3 separate regions of the Sus scrofa genome follow, and regions 2 and 3 are each linked to region 1. A link is a contact called in public HiChIP or PLAC-seq data. All regions are on one chromosome and are shown on one strand. Each heading gives the region's core, a stretch centred on a gene start, on an enhancer-like site or on the middle of the called end of the contact. The rest is flanking DNA. Distances are from core to core; before and after follow the strand shown. Region 1 overlaps LOC106505851 (a long non-coding RNA gene). Region 2 has its middle 120 kb from the start of SETD4. Region 3 has its middle 200 kb from the start of SETD4.

What was found. HiChIP or PLAC-seq counts read pairs in DNA pulled down with a chosen protein or histone mark.
Region 2: a contact with region 1 is called in an H3K27ac HiChIP or PLAC-seq map of alveolar macrophages. The contact joins two enhancer-like sites. A contact is called at or near these places in 1 of 47 Hi-C or Micro-C datasets (embryonic fibroblasts) and 1 of 2 datasets of contacts at active chromatin or transcription factors (alveolar macrophages).
Region 3: an H3K27ac HiChIP or PLAC-seq map of alveolar macrophages shows a contact between it and region 1. The contact joins two enhancer-like sites. A contact is called at or near these places in 1 of 47 Hi-C or Micro-C datasets (embryonic fibroblasts) and 1 of 2 datasets of contacts at active chromatin or transcription factors (alveolar macrophages).

What each region holds. Positions count from the first base shown.
Region 1 is chr13:198,854,244-198,858,785 of Sscrofa11.1, forward strand. All of the region lies in intron 1 of LOC106505851 (a long non-coding RNA gene), which reads left to right. Among named protein-coding and RNA genes, the nearest start is that of RUNX1, 220 kb to the left of the region's middle. Within about 2 kb of position 2,343, at least 4 of the 83 cell types and tissues checked have an H3K27ac peak or open chromatin away from gene starts, as enhancers often do. A contact at or near this core is called in alveolar macrophages, where this site is marked.
Region 2 is chr13:199,471,116-199,475,657 of Sscrofa11.1, forward strand. No RefSeq gene overlaps it. Among named protein-coding and RNA genes, the nearest start is that of SETD4, 120 kb to the right of the region's middle. Within about 2 kb of position 2,271, at least 17 of the 83 cell types and tissues checked have an H3K27ac peak or open chromatin away from gene starts, as enhancers often do. A contact at or near this core is called in alveolar macrophages, where this site is marked.
Region 3 is chr13:199,387,941-199,392,482 of Sscrofa11.1, forward strand. No RefSeq gene overlaps it. Among named protein-coding and RNA genes, the nearest start is that of SETD4, 200 kb to the right of the region's middle. Within about 2 kb of position 1,856, at least 5 of the 83 cell types and tissues checked have an H3K27ac peak or open chromatin away from gene starts, as enhancers often do. A contact at or near this core is called in alveolar macrophages, where this site is marked.

The sequences.
Region 1 (4,542 bases), core at 1,093-3,592:
AAGGATCGTGATGGCCCCAAGGAGAAATCCCAAATTGAACTTAAATCCTCAAAAGACTGACCGCTTACTCAGAAGTGACTGAATTAATCTGAAAGAGCATATTTTAAACCAGAAGAGACTAAGGTACTCATACAGACCAGTCTGAATTTTCTTCTTCCCCTTTCATAAGGGAATAGGGAAGCTCCAACGCAGAATGAGATCAGTTATGGAAAATAAGGAACATTCTCTTTTTTTGAAACTCTGAGTCATAGCATTTGAGTGGCAGTCTTTTCAGCTCTTGAAATTCCAGTTTCAAGATGAAGAAACTGAGGCTCAGAAATGTTCAGTGATTGCTCAATGTCACATGCAAATTTGTCTGTTTGCCTCCACATCCTACAGTCTTTCTGAGCAGAAGTCTATCTCTTGCTACTGAGATTAATATCAAAGTTAGATGCTTTTTAGAAACTCTTATTAAGAAGGGTCATAGTCCAGAGCATCTCACCCACATCAAGATCCATAATATTTGAGGACTTAAAAAAAAACAACAAAGTAAATTAAAACTCGCTAATTTTCAGAAACTCTTCAAATACAAGTTTCCAAACTTTTTTCTTATTCAAAAGTCAAAGCAAGAATTCCCTGGTAGCTCATGAGGTTAAGGATCTGGCCTTGTCACTGCAGCTCTGGGTGCTGGTAAGGCTCAGATTTGACCCCTGGACCAAGATTTTCCACATTCCATGGGTGTGGCCAAAGGTAGGGGAAAAAAATCTAAATCAGGTGTTTTCAGAAAAGATTTTAAAAATAATTACACAATTCCTTCTGTAACTCTTATGTATATTATTTTAAAAGTTGCCACTAGTGATTAATTTTAGCATATCACATATATACTGCTTATATAGCCAGCTAGTGTTAAATGTTAAATGAGCAATTATTAGGAGCCAGGCCTGGGCTGAGTACTTTCGGTGTATCATCTCACTTCATCATCACAACGAGCCCTTGATGGTGGCTAAATTATGGAACCCAAAACATGTCATGAGTGTGTGAGAGCCTGACTCTAATCTCTTCTTCTGCCTTCCAGAGTCCACACTCTTAACTGATACAGCATTCTGCCAACAGAATATTGAGTCTACACAGTCGTCCTGCTCTTGAGACTGCTAGGGCTGAAAGGAGGGCCAGAAGGGAAAATAAGAAGGGGTCACCACAGGTGGCTGATTTCACTGGCCAGACATTTTAGTCTCTTTCTTTGATTTTTAAATGGAAAAGAGCAAAGCTAGAATAAGGCTGATTTTTGAATTCATATGTATGACAATTCAAAACATGTATTATAACATGATTAAATCCCCTAAAAAAGAAATAAATGGGTGAGAAAAGACAGAGAAAAACCGTGTGTGTATGCATGTAAGGATGCTTGTTAATACAGAGGTTTCCTCAAAGGACTAACATTTTAGTTTGAAAAGGTAATTTGTGTGGTTAATTGTCCTTGAGGGAATTTAAGTTATACAGCTTTCAATACATATACTATTAAGAAATTTAAGGCATATTTGGGGGAGTATTTGACCTCATACCACAACTAACCATAAGTGACACAGGGTGTTGTAGGTTGAAGAGCTGAACTGTGTCCCTTAAGATGTGTGACAGTCCTAATACCTGGTACTTGTGACTGTGACCTTATTTGGACCTAGGGTCTTCACAGATGCCCTCAGGCTGACATGAAAATTATTAGGGTGGACCTTCATCCAAATGTGACCGGTGTCCTTATAAGAAGAGGAATATTTGGATGCAGATGTGCAAGGAAAACTCCACGTTGATGAAAGAGGCAGCAGTGAGCTGCACGAGGTGACGAAGATGCAAGACGAGGAACCCCAAGGAGTATCATCAGCACCAGAAGCTGGAAGGGGCAAGCGAGGATTCCACCCAGAGTCTCGGGCTGAGCCCGGCCCCGATGACACCTTGGTTTTGGACTTTTGGTCTCTGGGAGTGTGAAAGAATCCATTTCTGTTGTTCTCCACCTGATTTGTGGTATTTTGTACTGAAGGCCTCAGGAAACTAATACACAGGGGTTTGGGCAGGAAAGGAGCAGTGCAGTTTGAAGACAAGAATAATTGGGTACTGGAGGAAAGGGGAAGAGAAATAATGATGACATAGGAAAGAGGTGACATGTCCCGGAAAAAGAGGAAGTCTTGACGCACCTACTTTTTTTGTTTTGATTTTCTTAGAATTCAAAATATGCCGAAAAAAGTTCATGTAAGTTGAGTGTCACAGATATCATCACAGAAGAGAAAACCACCCACAAACCTTGCTGTCCAGATGCATGAGGGTGAATCAAAACGGATGGTATACTTCACGAAAAGGAACCAAATATGTTATCATAATTACTAAACAGAATATCACAATGTGACAGTGTGTGTGTGTGTGTGATGCAGTGCGCTGAACAGCACTGACCCTCATTGAGAAAGAGCACTTTTTAGGGAATTTCCCATTGGATTTTTTTTCCCACTCTGGGTCTCACGCACTGACAGCACCATCCTAGAATAGGGTGTTGATAAGACAGCTTTTAACTCAGATATTCATGATGATCACAGAAGAACTGGATCATTGTTACTGGACAGGCCACAGGAGGAAGTATGAATTATTCACCATGTGGATTTACATGAAATGATCTGTCTAGGACATGGGACGGATTCTGGGAAAAGTCCCAGTTTTGTTCGCAGTGAAGCACAGGAGAGATGGCTTCCCAGGGTGACCCACAGAAACACCTCGGCAGAGGGCTGATGTGGGGGCTCTGTTGTTCATTGAACTTTGTCGTTGGGCCAGTTGGTCTGTGTTCCTCTCAGGATCTTTATACCTGGCCTTGCCTTTGCTTCTCGCCAAGCTCAAAGCCTTCCCTGACCTTCTAATCCCAGGACTAACCAGATCCCCTGTAACTGGAGCAAACTTGACCTGCACACCCTGAGAAGCTGATGTTCTGTTTTGCCAGCGATGTCAATGCATGAGTGATTTTTGTATTCCCATTTTGGGGAGATAGTCTCTTTAACTGATGGCATAAACTGTAACCAGATGCTGCCTTCATTCTCTTCTTTCTATGGTTTGTTGCCCAGGCTCTGGAAGGAACCTTGACATCAAGCTCTACTCATGACATTTAATAGCTGTTTGACACAGGCTACATTTCTTAACCCCAAACCAAGTTTCCACACCTGTCAGATGGTCATGTTACTATTGCAGATCCTTAGTAAGCATCGAATGAGGCAATTTTTAGAAGTTGGTTTCTTTTATTATAAAAATGGCTTATCCACTCTGGCATTTTTAGAGGGATGTGAATGGTAGGGCTACACCCAGAGAAATGAGGGACTGTCTCATATTGGAGGCTAGATCCCAGGGCCTTTGGAGAAAGCACTGTGAGGTCTGCCCTGGTACCTGTTAGATGACACAGGTTCCTGTTGTCACAGTGGGATGATCACACCCATCCTCCTGCTTGTGGTCCTCCTTTCCTTGGTCCTTCTCTCCACACACCCTGCCCCCCCGCCCCCCGAGTGAGCGCATCCATCCAGGGTGAACAAACCATTGTAATGGTGACGGCTCTCAGCTGAGCTCCAGGCTACTGTATCCAACTCCTCCTCCACTGGTGCACAGACCTCTCAAAATTAAACTCTCTGCTGTTGTTCTATTGCTTCTTGCCCACTCTGTCCCATTTCTCCTTCGTCTTCCACATTTCAGAAAGTGGTGTCATGGGCCATCCAGCCAATCCATTCAAGAGCCATTATCTCACACTCAGTCACCAGTGAGTTCTTTTTTTTTTTTTTTTTGGTCATTTTAGGGCCGCAGTCATGGCATATGGAGGTTCCCACACTAGGGGTCAAATCAGAGCTGTAGCTGCTGCCCTAACACCACAGCCACGGCAATGCCAGATATGAGCCACATCTGTGACCCACACCATAGCTCAGGGCAATGGCAGATCCTTAACCCACTGAGCAAGGCCAGGGACAGAACCTACATCCTCATGATATTAGTCAGATTTGTTTCTGTGGAGCCACAATGGGAACTCCCACCAGTGAGTTCTGCTGATGCCAAGTCAAGACTAGATCTCAAATCTGTCCTTCCCCTCTCCCTCCCCAAGACTCTTGTTCCCACCACCCATCTCTTTATTCCTCACCCTTGTCCTCCCATCCACACTACACCCTAGAGGCAGAAAGACAGCTTCTCAAATATAAATGAGCTCATTTCACAGTCCCACTTACAACCCTCTGCTGGCTTCCCAGTGTACTTAGGCTAAAACCTAAGCTCTTTCCTGTAGCTTCCAAGGCTCTGAATGACCTCCTCCCTGCCCACTTCTCCACCTTCCTTCAGATCACTTTCTGCACATTAGTTTCGAGCTACCTCCTGCTTGGTGCTTTCCTGCCTAGGGCCTTTGTACCTGCCATGCCCTCTGCCAGGATGGGTCTCCCACCTGATCTTCCAGTGGCAGGGTCAGTGGAAAGGGCACCTCCCCAGAGACCTATACAAACCACTCAATTATAAGAGGCCCTGGTTCTGCAGTGTTCCCCCATTCAGCCCTACTATTGTTTTCCT
Region 2 (4,542 bases), core at 1,021-3,520, 620 kb after region 1:
AAAATAAAAATAAATAAAGTAAAAGATTTGTGCATACGTAGGTTTAAAACACTTTCTGCCTTTCACCCAAATACTAAAACAGAACATTCCAGATTTTAGAAAGGAAATACATGTTTAATCTAATTTAATTTTTTAAAAAGGAATGCCATTTGAAAAACATTAAGAAGTGTTCTTGTATACCAAAAGCTGACTTTTAGAAATGAATTTATTTTTATTTCAAAAAGGCTTTAAAAATTAGTAGCCTTTTAATTCACATCAAGCTTTTAAAAAAAAATTAAAGAAGCTTTTCTCAATAGTAATTGTCACATTTCAAGCCCCACATTTGGATTTTTTTGAAAAGGGAATATCTGGTGAAAGAATGTGGAGTGTTACAAGAACCATGCGAAAAAGCTGCCCTTTAGATTCCAAATTCCAAATGGAGACAAACCTTGGCGTCTCAACAGCTTCTACATCTTAATGTCATCTTCTACATCTTCTACGTCTTCTGGATCTTAATGTCTCTACATTAAGCCCACCACGTTTGGAACAAAGGGTTTCTTTGAGTGATGGGCATCCTTGATAATGCACCGGTGAGAGTTCCCTTGCGGCAAAGCAGGCTAAGGATCCGTTATAGTCACTGCAGCAGCTCATTCAGCTCAGGTCACTGCTGTGGTGTGTGTTTGATCCTGGCCCAGGAATTTCCAAGTGCCTTGAGTTTGGCTATAATAATAATAACAATAGTGTACAGGTAGCTGCTCACGATTCTCTCCTAGTGACAAAAAGACCCTCTAAACGCTATGAAGCTGGGTAATTGAACCCAAGCAGCCGTGTTAAAACAGCAATCTTTTCTGACAGAAACTAGAGTTAAGCTTTCAGGAAATACTGTGTAAGGCAAGGAGAAAAACAGCTTATTTGCAAAACAGAACAATCTGAGTTTCCTACCCTAATGTTGTCTTCTGTGAAGCGATGCTGCCTGAGAAATACTTTCCAAATTTAGACACAATTCTAGTTTCAGAATCCCTGATCGGCCCTGAGTTTATAACAAAAAGGAATATCATTTGAAAGGATACAACAAATAAAAATGTAACCAAAAGGATGGAGAGTTCTTCTCTGAGGACGTTTGCATTTTGCTTCCATATCAAGAATACGTGAACTAATTATTTATACCTCAATAAAACTTTAAAAAAAGAATACATGTGTCCTCCTTTAATCCAATTACAGATATTTATTTTAAAGAATCAATCAGAGAGGTGGAAAATGCATATGTAAAAATATCTTTCAGCATCATTTCTGAAGTAAATTTGGAGCAACCTCAATCTCTGCCAATAGGAAAATGATTAAACAAGTGAAGCACGGGCAAAAGATGGGCTACTACGCTGCTGTTGAAAATTGGGTTTTTAAAGAGAATAATATGGGATATTATAAGGGAGTATTTCATAATATAATATAAATGCACAGGAGATGTAAATTATAAATTAACTGATGTAATTTTGTCTCTAAACGCTAAGAATATTATTTTCATGATACTCCTTTTTTCAAATTTTTACAGTGAAATGTATCATTCATATTGGAAGGTGGGGAATACGGCTATTCAAAGAAATGCATTTATCCAGAAGACTCCTTTTCAGTGTTCCTGTTTTACATGGATGTTAGTATGTCTAAGTGAAGCCTGCATGCCGCAACCCTCGCGCGTTCCCCGGCCCCGCAAGGCATTCTAGTCTGACTAGTCTGCACCCCAAGGGAAAGACTTACAGAAGTCCGGGAACGCTAATCTACTTTTCAGTTACTCTGATGATTAAGTTTGACCACAAAGCAGTGCCAGTAGAGTAGGTTTGTCTCTTCAACAACAGATGATTCCGCCCCCAAGAATCACAGATAAACAGTTCACAAATGCACTATCTCCTAAACACCGTCAGGGCTCCAGTGCTCGTGTGTTGACACAGAAAGTGCATCAAAGCTGTGTGTGCAAGTTGGCCTGTGGGCAAGAAAGAGAGGGAGAGAAGGAGGAGGAGGGAGGGGGGGGAAGTGAGGGGAGAAAGGGAGAGAGTGTTCACACCAGTGACTCAAGTCTGTGCTTGGCTAATTTAAAATTCGCTGACTCGAAAATGTTCCTAGCATCCAGGATAGGGTAGCTAAGCCCGACTCAAGGAGAATAGCCCTCTGTTCCTTCTTCCACTTTACACGAACATCACAGCTTTGTCTGACGCGTCTGTATACACAAGTCGTCTAGAGCACTTGAACTGGTGCCCAGCAAAAAGGGAGAACTGAGCCCTTCTTTCAACAGGATTCCGAGCCTTAGCTTCAGGCATTATCTGCAGGCAGGAACGCGTCTGCGTATTAATGTAGATCTAGCACGGATACGAGAGACATCTAGCGGCAGTTGGGTGAAACAGGGCAACATACAGACTACGGAGAGAAAGCAAGGCGTCCTTCATTTACAATTGTTTTATCTGATAATTATTATTAAATATCTAATGTATCAGGCACTAAGCTAAGTTTGAAGGGATACAGCAAACAAAGATAAAAAACAGAATTTTCAATAATTTGCATGACATTTGTATCAGAATTTTCCATAATGTATAAATATGTAAATATATTTGAAAATGTCTTTCTTTCTGTCATCTCTATTTATGAACGACAAAACAAAATCCCACATTCAAAACAGAACATCTCTCAAAGCAAGACCAAAATATTTGTTATCCAATGGTAAGACAATGATTTTCAAAAAGTTCTAGAAAATAAAAGCAAATGCTATATCAATAATTCCAAATTTGAGATACTTGCAAGATTGTTTTCTTTCTTTGATTTTTATAACAAGTTCACCCATTTCCTCTTAACCAGAAACTGAGTATTAGGAAATAGTGCTTTTTTTTTTTTTTTTAATGTCCACGGCCGCAGCATATGGAAGTTTCCAGGCCAGGGATTGAATCCAAGCCAAGGCTGTGCCATTCAGGCTGGGGATTGAACCATGTCTCTTCAGCAACCAGAGCCACTGCAGTAGGATTCTTAGCCCATGGCACCACATCAGGAACTCTAGAAATAGTACTTTTAAAGTGACTTTATATAAATCTTGTTCTGATTGTTATAGAAATTAATTTTATACCATCCTTTATGTTAATCAGTTCAAGCATTATGCTCACAAACTAACCAAAGGCAAATATAAAACTATAATACTCTGATTCAGGTCCATCAATAATTAGTATACAAAAAATTTTCTGTGCTAATAATAGGAAACTATCTCTCTGTGTGTATGCGTGTGCATGTGTGTTCATGTGTGTGCATGCATGTTTCATCCTTGACTTACCTCCCACCACTAAGAAATATCAATATGTGGAAATTCTAGGCTGCTTTTTACCTTTAGTTGTGTCCTAACGTATTGCATGTATAAAATGGCACACCATCGTATTTTCTTTCCTTTGTAAGAAAGGAAAAATACTTCAAACTCTGTCTTTTAAGCACCAGAGAGGTTTGTGCACAATTATAAGGAAGAAAAGTTGGTACCTTTCTTCCAGGCAGGAACGACGCCAACCCAAACCGCCAGATCTTATAAGGTCCATGCAAGTAAAGCAACTCAACTTAGAGTTTATCCTACTGAGGGGTTTTGGTGAATGAAAAATAGAGGATATGTCATTTATTTTATAAGCAAAGACTAAGAAACATTAAATTATTCTGTAAGTGCAATAAGTGAAATAAGCCTGTGTCTATATTATGTACATTTCAGGAGAAGACATAGTGACGGCAGTGAGAGAGTCTGGAAAAAAAAGACAGAGTATGAAACCAATCTTCATCTTATCATTTGCTCCATGGCCTTAGTACCTCAGAACGTGTCTTTATCTGGAGATGGGTCTTTACAGAGTCATAATGTTAAATGAGGTCACTAGGGTGGGCCCCAATGCAATGCAACTGTGTCCTTCAAAGAAGGAGATATTTGAACACAGAAAGAGGCAAACTCAGAGGGAAGATGATGTGAAGAGAGAAAAGGAGAAGATGACCAGCTACAAACCAAGAAGAGCGCCTGGTACAGAAGCTTCCCTCATGGCACTCCATAGAGCCAGCACTGCTGACACTTTGACCTTGAACTTCCAACCACCAAAAGTGGTAAAGAATGCATTTCTAGGAGTTCCCATCGTGGTTCACTGAAACAACCCTACTAGAATCCATGAGGATGCGGGTTTGATCCCTGGCCTTGCTCAGTGGGCTAAAGGATCTGGCATTGCTGTGAGCTGTGGTGTAGCCCTGCAGCTGTAGCTCCAGTTCAACCCCTAGCCTGGGAAATTCCATATGTGCTACAAAAAGCAAAAAAATCAAAAAAGAAATGTGTTTCTATTGTTTAAGCACCCAGCTTGTGATACTTTGTTACAGCAGCCATAGGAAACTAATACAGACCTTGGTATCAGGAGTGGAGTGACTTAACTCAGAAACTAACTGGCAAAGAACTGAGAGGCATGAGATACACAGTGAGCTGACATGACTTAGACAGTGGGCAAGCAGGGAAACCTGCTCCCAGATGACCAGCAGACTCTTAGGCTTGGCCATAATTGGAGGGGGCGGGGTTGGTCAATG
Region 3 (4,542 bases), core at 606-3,105, 530 kb after region 1:
GCAGCTCCCCCGATTCACCTTCATCAGCTCCCAATGTGCAGAGGACAGCTAGATTGTCTCAGTGTCGCTTCTGGCTTGATGACAGCCCAGCAGCAGGTGGAGGCTCCAATTCACCCCCGAGAATTGGTGTCTGAGAGATAGAGATGGCCAAGTGTGGCCTAAGCCTTCTAGGATAGCATGTCTCCATGGAAAAGACTTAACATTCCGGAGACAATGAGAAGAGAGCTTCTAATGATGGTACCCCCAGTCCAAGGGCTGCCTCCAATCTGTGGCACGATTTCAGCATTCGCTCCAACCACCAGAAAAAGGGATCAGCGCTGCCATGTGAGGCTCGAAGGGAGCCCAATACAACAAATAGTGGGGAGTGATTGGCATGGCCACCCTCTGCATTTTTCGGATCCCCTTCGGGACTGAAAGGTGCATTTCTGCAGAGCTGGGAGGACTGTCCTTGCTCTGCAGATGCTGCCCTGGGCTGATGAGAACCACCTTGCATGAGATCACACCCTTTTCCTGCAAAACCTGAAGTCTAATGACTGGCTGACAAGTCAGGAGCATGGCAGCCTGACCTCCTGCTCCAACTCAGCAGGATTCTGAAAACGATGCCAGCTTCCATGGGATAAGAGCCACATTGTTCAATTTCTCCTCTGGCCCCTGCTGCTTCCTCCCTGGTTGGATCACCAGAGTGCCCCTAACCAACGTCCACCATGCTGATGTGCCCCTCACCGTCTGCTTCAGGAACCCACCCTGATGCCAGAAGTGGTTCCAGAAAGCAAGGCTAATTAATATAATTTCAGAACTGGACCACCCACTGCCCAGCTAGCAGTGAATCTCTATCACGCAGCTCGAGGTTCAAAGCAGCAGAGAACTGGGGCAGGAAATGCATGGCCCGTGCATTTCCACTGGCTGTTTGAGAAATACAAACAGGAAAGAGCCATTCTGAAGAGGTAAGATTGGATGGCTGTTGTCCAGGTCTCTTGATGTTTGGGAGGGTGACAGCAAAAGCCTGAGGATGTTAACCATCAATGAAATGCTAAGTGTGAAAGGCAGAAGTCCTCCTTGCCAGCTCCTAAAGAGACTCAGCCCTCGTATTCAAATTGCAGAGAAAGCTAAGGATCAGGCACAGGACTTATTCATGAAAATAGCAGGGTTCCACGGGATCTCAACCAAACCTGGCAGCTCTGCTTGGACAAAGCTCAGAGCTCCTGGTGGGAAAGAATCATGCCCCCAGTCCCCAAGTGTTTAGGAACAGATAAACTGATGGTTGCCAAGGCTTACACAAATAAGAGCTATCACAGTGAGGAAGCTCAAGGGGGAAGTTTCTAAACTGTCTCCTACCCCAGCCAAGAGAGTAAATCAAAAACGATATCGTATCCTTGGATGGGTTAGAGGGGGAGGTTTGGATTTTGAAGCTTAGAACTACCCTTAAGTACCTACAGGATGCAGAGTGTGGCTGTTATCATATCACCATTGAATTAATCAGTCTGGGCCCTGCAGAACTCACATCGGTCCTGGAGGGTGACAGACTCCTACAGACTTAAACAAGCAGCAGCCACAGCTGGCACTGAAGCTTCCTTACCAGATAGTCTATTTTTTCTTAAACACAGGCTCAGGTACATGGTGTGCAGCCTTTGATCTGGGAACTCTGTCCTTTCATCCCTATCAAAAAGAAGGATCAGAAACAGTTCACATTTGCTCAGAACAGACAACGGTATTCATTTGCAGTGTTGACCCAGGGCTATGCTAACTCTCTTCTCTCTGTCATAATATAGTCTGAGGAGCCCTGGACAAGCTGGGCATTTGCAGGATATCAGGCTGGGGGTGACATCATGTAAATCAGACCTGATGAGCAAGAAGTGTCAAGGATACTCAAAGCCTTCACAAGTCAGACTCATGCCATAAATAAAATGGGAACTAACCATCACAGGCCACATCAGCAAACTTTTTAAAGGTCTAGGGTCTAGGCATTTCAGGATATCTCAGCCAAAGTAAATAACAAATTATTATCTCACCCCTTCTTAAAAAAAAAAAAAGTAAAACTGCAGCACAATAGCCTTTAGGTTTCAGGGACACTAGTTTCACAGTTGGGAATATTGCTCGTATCCATATAACAAGGGATAGAATGGCCATCAAAACAGGGAAATCTCTGCAAAAGTCCTGCCACAGCATAAATGGCCCTATGGCCTAAGCTTCATGGCCCAGCAGACCCTCTGGCATTAGTAGTACTAGTGATGGAAAAGAAACACAGTGTGGAGTTTTTGGCAATCCAAATTGGGAAAATCACAACTCCGAAACTTAAGAGTTCTGGAGCAAACATGTCCACTACATCTAATAACAATATAGCTTTAGAATAAAGAGCACCCCGCATGCTGCTGTCCCCAACCAGGGGACACGAGGTAATCAACCATCCATGATGAGCTGGGTTCCGTCACACCCAGGAAGCCACATACCCAACAGCCATCTATTGTAAGATGAAAGTGGTGCATCCAGATCAGGGCATAAACAAGTTATCCCAGCAGGTACCCCAGATCTCCATGGTATTCACCATTGCTGCATCAGTGCCTCCCCTTAGCTCATACCCATGGCCACATGGGAGGTCCGTTATGACCAGCTGATGGAGCAGGGGAAAGCCCAAGCTTGATTTATCCATGAGTCAGCTGAATACCAAAGGCACAAGCCAAACAAACAGTGGCTGCTGTTCAGCCTCACTTGGAGGGGGCGGCCTTAAAAGATAGTGGTTGGAGGAAACCATCCCAAAGTCAGCACTTTGGATGGCGCGTACTCCATGTTAAAAGGGAACTGGGACTTGGAAATGGCCAGTGTACAGATAACATGAGGTCCTTACACCATGACTGGACTTGGATAGACAGCAACATCTCTGGGTAGTTTATGTCACTGTCTCCAAAATCTAGACAAGCATCAGAACCACCTGTTGAAAAGTTTTAAAGACTGTAAGTCCCTAACCCCCATCTCAAAATTACTGAAATAAATGCCCCAGAGAAGGAGCTCATACGTCTATATTTTATGAAAGATCCTTAAGTGATTCTGCTATTGCTAGTCCTTGAACTGGTATTTGGAAAACATTTGTTTAAGTGATCAGCAATGCCACAAAGAAGAAAAAAAAAATATTAGCAAATACTGCAAACACACAACTAGTCCTATTGTGGTAATCATTTTGCAACATATATGTGTATCAAATCATCGTGTTGTACAGCTTAAACTTAGAGTGTTATATGTCAATTATATCTCATAAAGCTGGGGGGGGAGAAAAATATATAAATTTTTAAAATCAAGCACATGTAAGACTATGCGCTTTAATATATGTCACCCTCTGGGGTATGTGTTATTACTAACCCATCTGGTAGGTGAGAACACTGAAGTGACCTGACCTACTCAGGGTCATTTAGATGCAAATGATGGAGACAGTATTTGAACTTAGCCTGACTCTGGGGTCCCTGTGCTTAATCATGATGTCTAGTGGAAAATTCACTCAAGAAAAGTGAAGGGGCAAGAAAAATCTGTAATCCCCAAGCCTGTACAGTTGTAAGGCTAATTCTGTATTTACCTTCAATGAAGACAAATTGTTTTTCCAAATAGTTTAACTTCAGTATCCCTTTACAATAGCATGTGAGCGCCATCTAGTGGCTATAGATAAGGCCGCTTGATGAGTCATTGCTCTGAGTTAAGCAAGATCCGCTGACAACAGAAAAATTGTTGTTAAAATTGAGTAGAATCAGGTTTCCAATTCCAAAATGAATGAATTCCAGTTCCAGAAGGATGAATTCTTTGACTTCATCAAAAGTTTTTAAAATATGGCAAGGATATCAAAATGAGGGAAAAGAATCAAAATGAGTGAAATCAATAACAGCCACAGAGGATTCCCACTGTGGCTCAGGAGAAATGAACCCTACTATAATCCATAAGGATGCAGGTTCAATCCCTGGTATCACTCAGTAGGTTAAGGATGTGGCGTTGCCGTGAACTGTGGTGTAGTTCGCAGATGTGTTGCTAGTGTGGCTGTGGCTGTGGTGTAGGCCGGCAGCTGCAGCTCCGCTTGACCCCTAGCCTGGGAACTTCCATATGCCATGGGTGCAGTCCTAAAAATAAATAAATAAATAAATAAATAAATAACATCCATAGAAATGATGTCAGACAAGATTTTGTTGGGGTTTTTTTTAATGAAAAACAATAGTAATAAAACAGAGAAGAGGAAAAATCCATATGTCAAATCATTTTTAAGTTTACATCCTTGTAATGAATTTACTACATGCATACATGAAAAATTTTTCATAACTAACAATTTTTCCATGACTTCTCTTTGTTCAGCAAAATTTCCTGTCCAGGTACTAAGATAGCATCTGCTCCCACCTCTACTGCACGAGACCCCATGTCTACCCAACAGGATGATAAGTGCTAGAAGTTTAGAAACCCGTGACCTCTCCCTGATGTCCATGAGATTCATTTTCCCTCAAGATCTATTGAACCCATTCAGGCAGGGGCAAGGCAGGGCAGAACTGAATTCACACAATAGGAGCCAGTTTACTG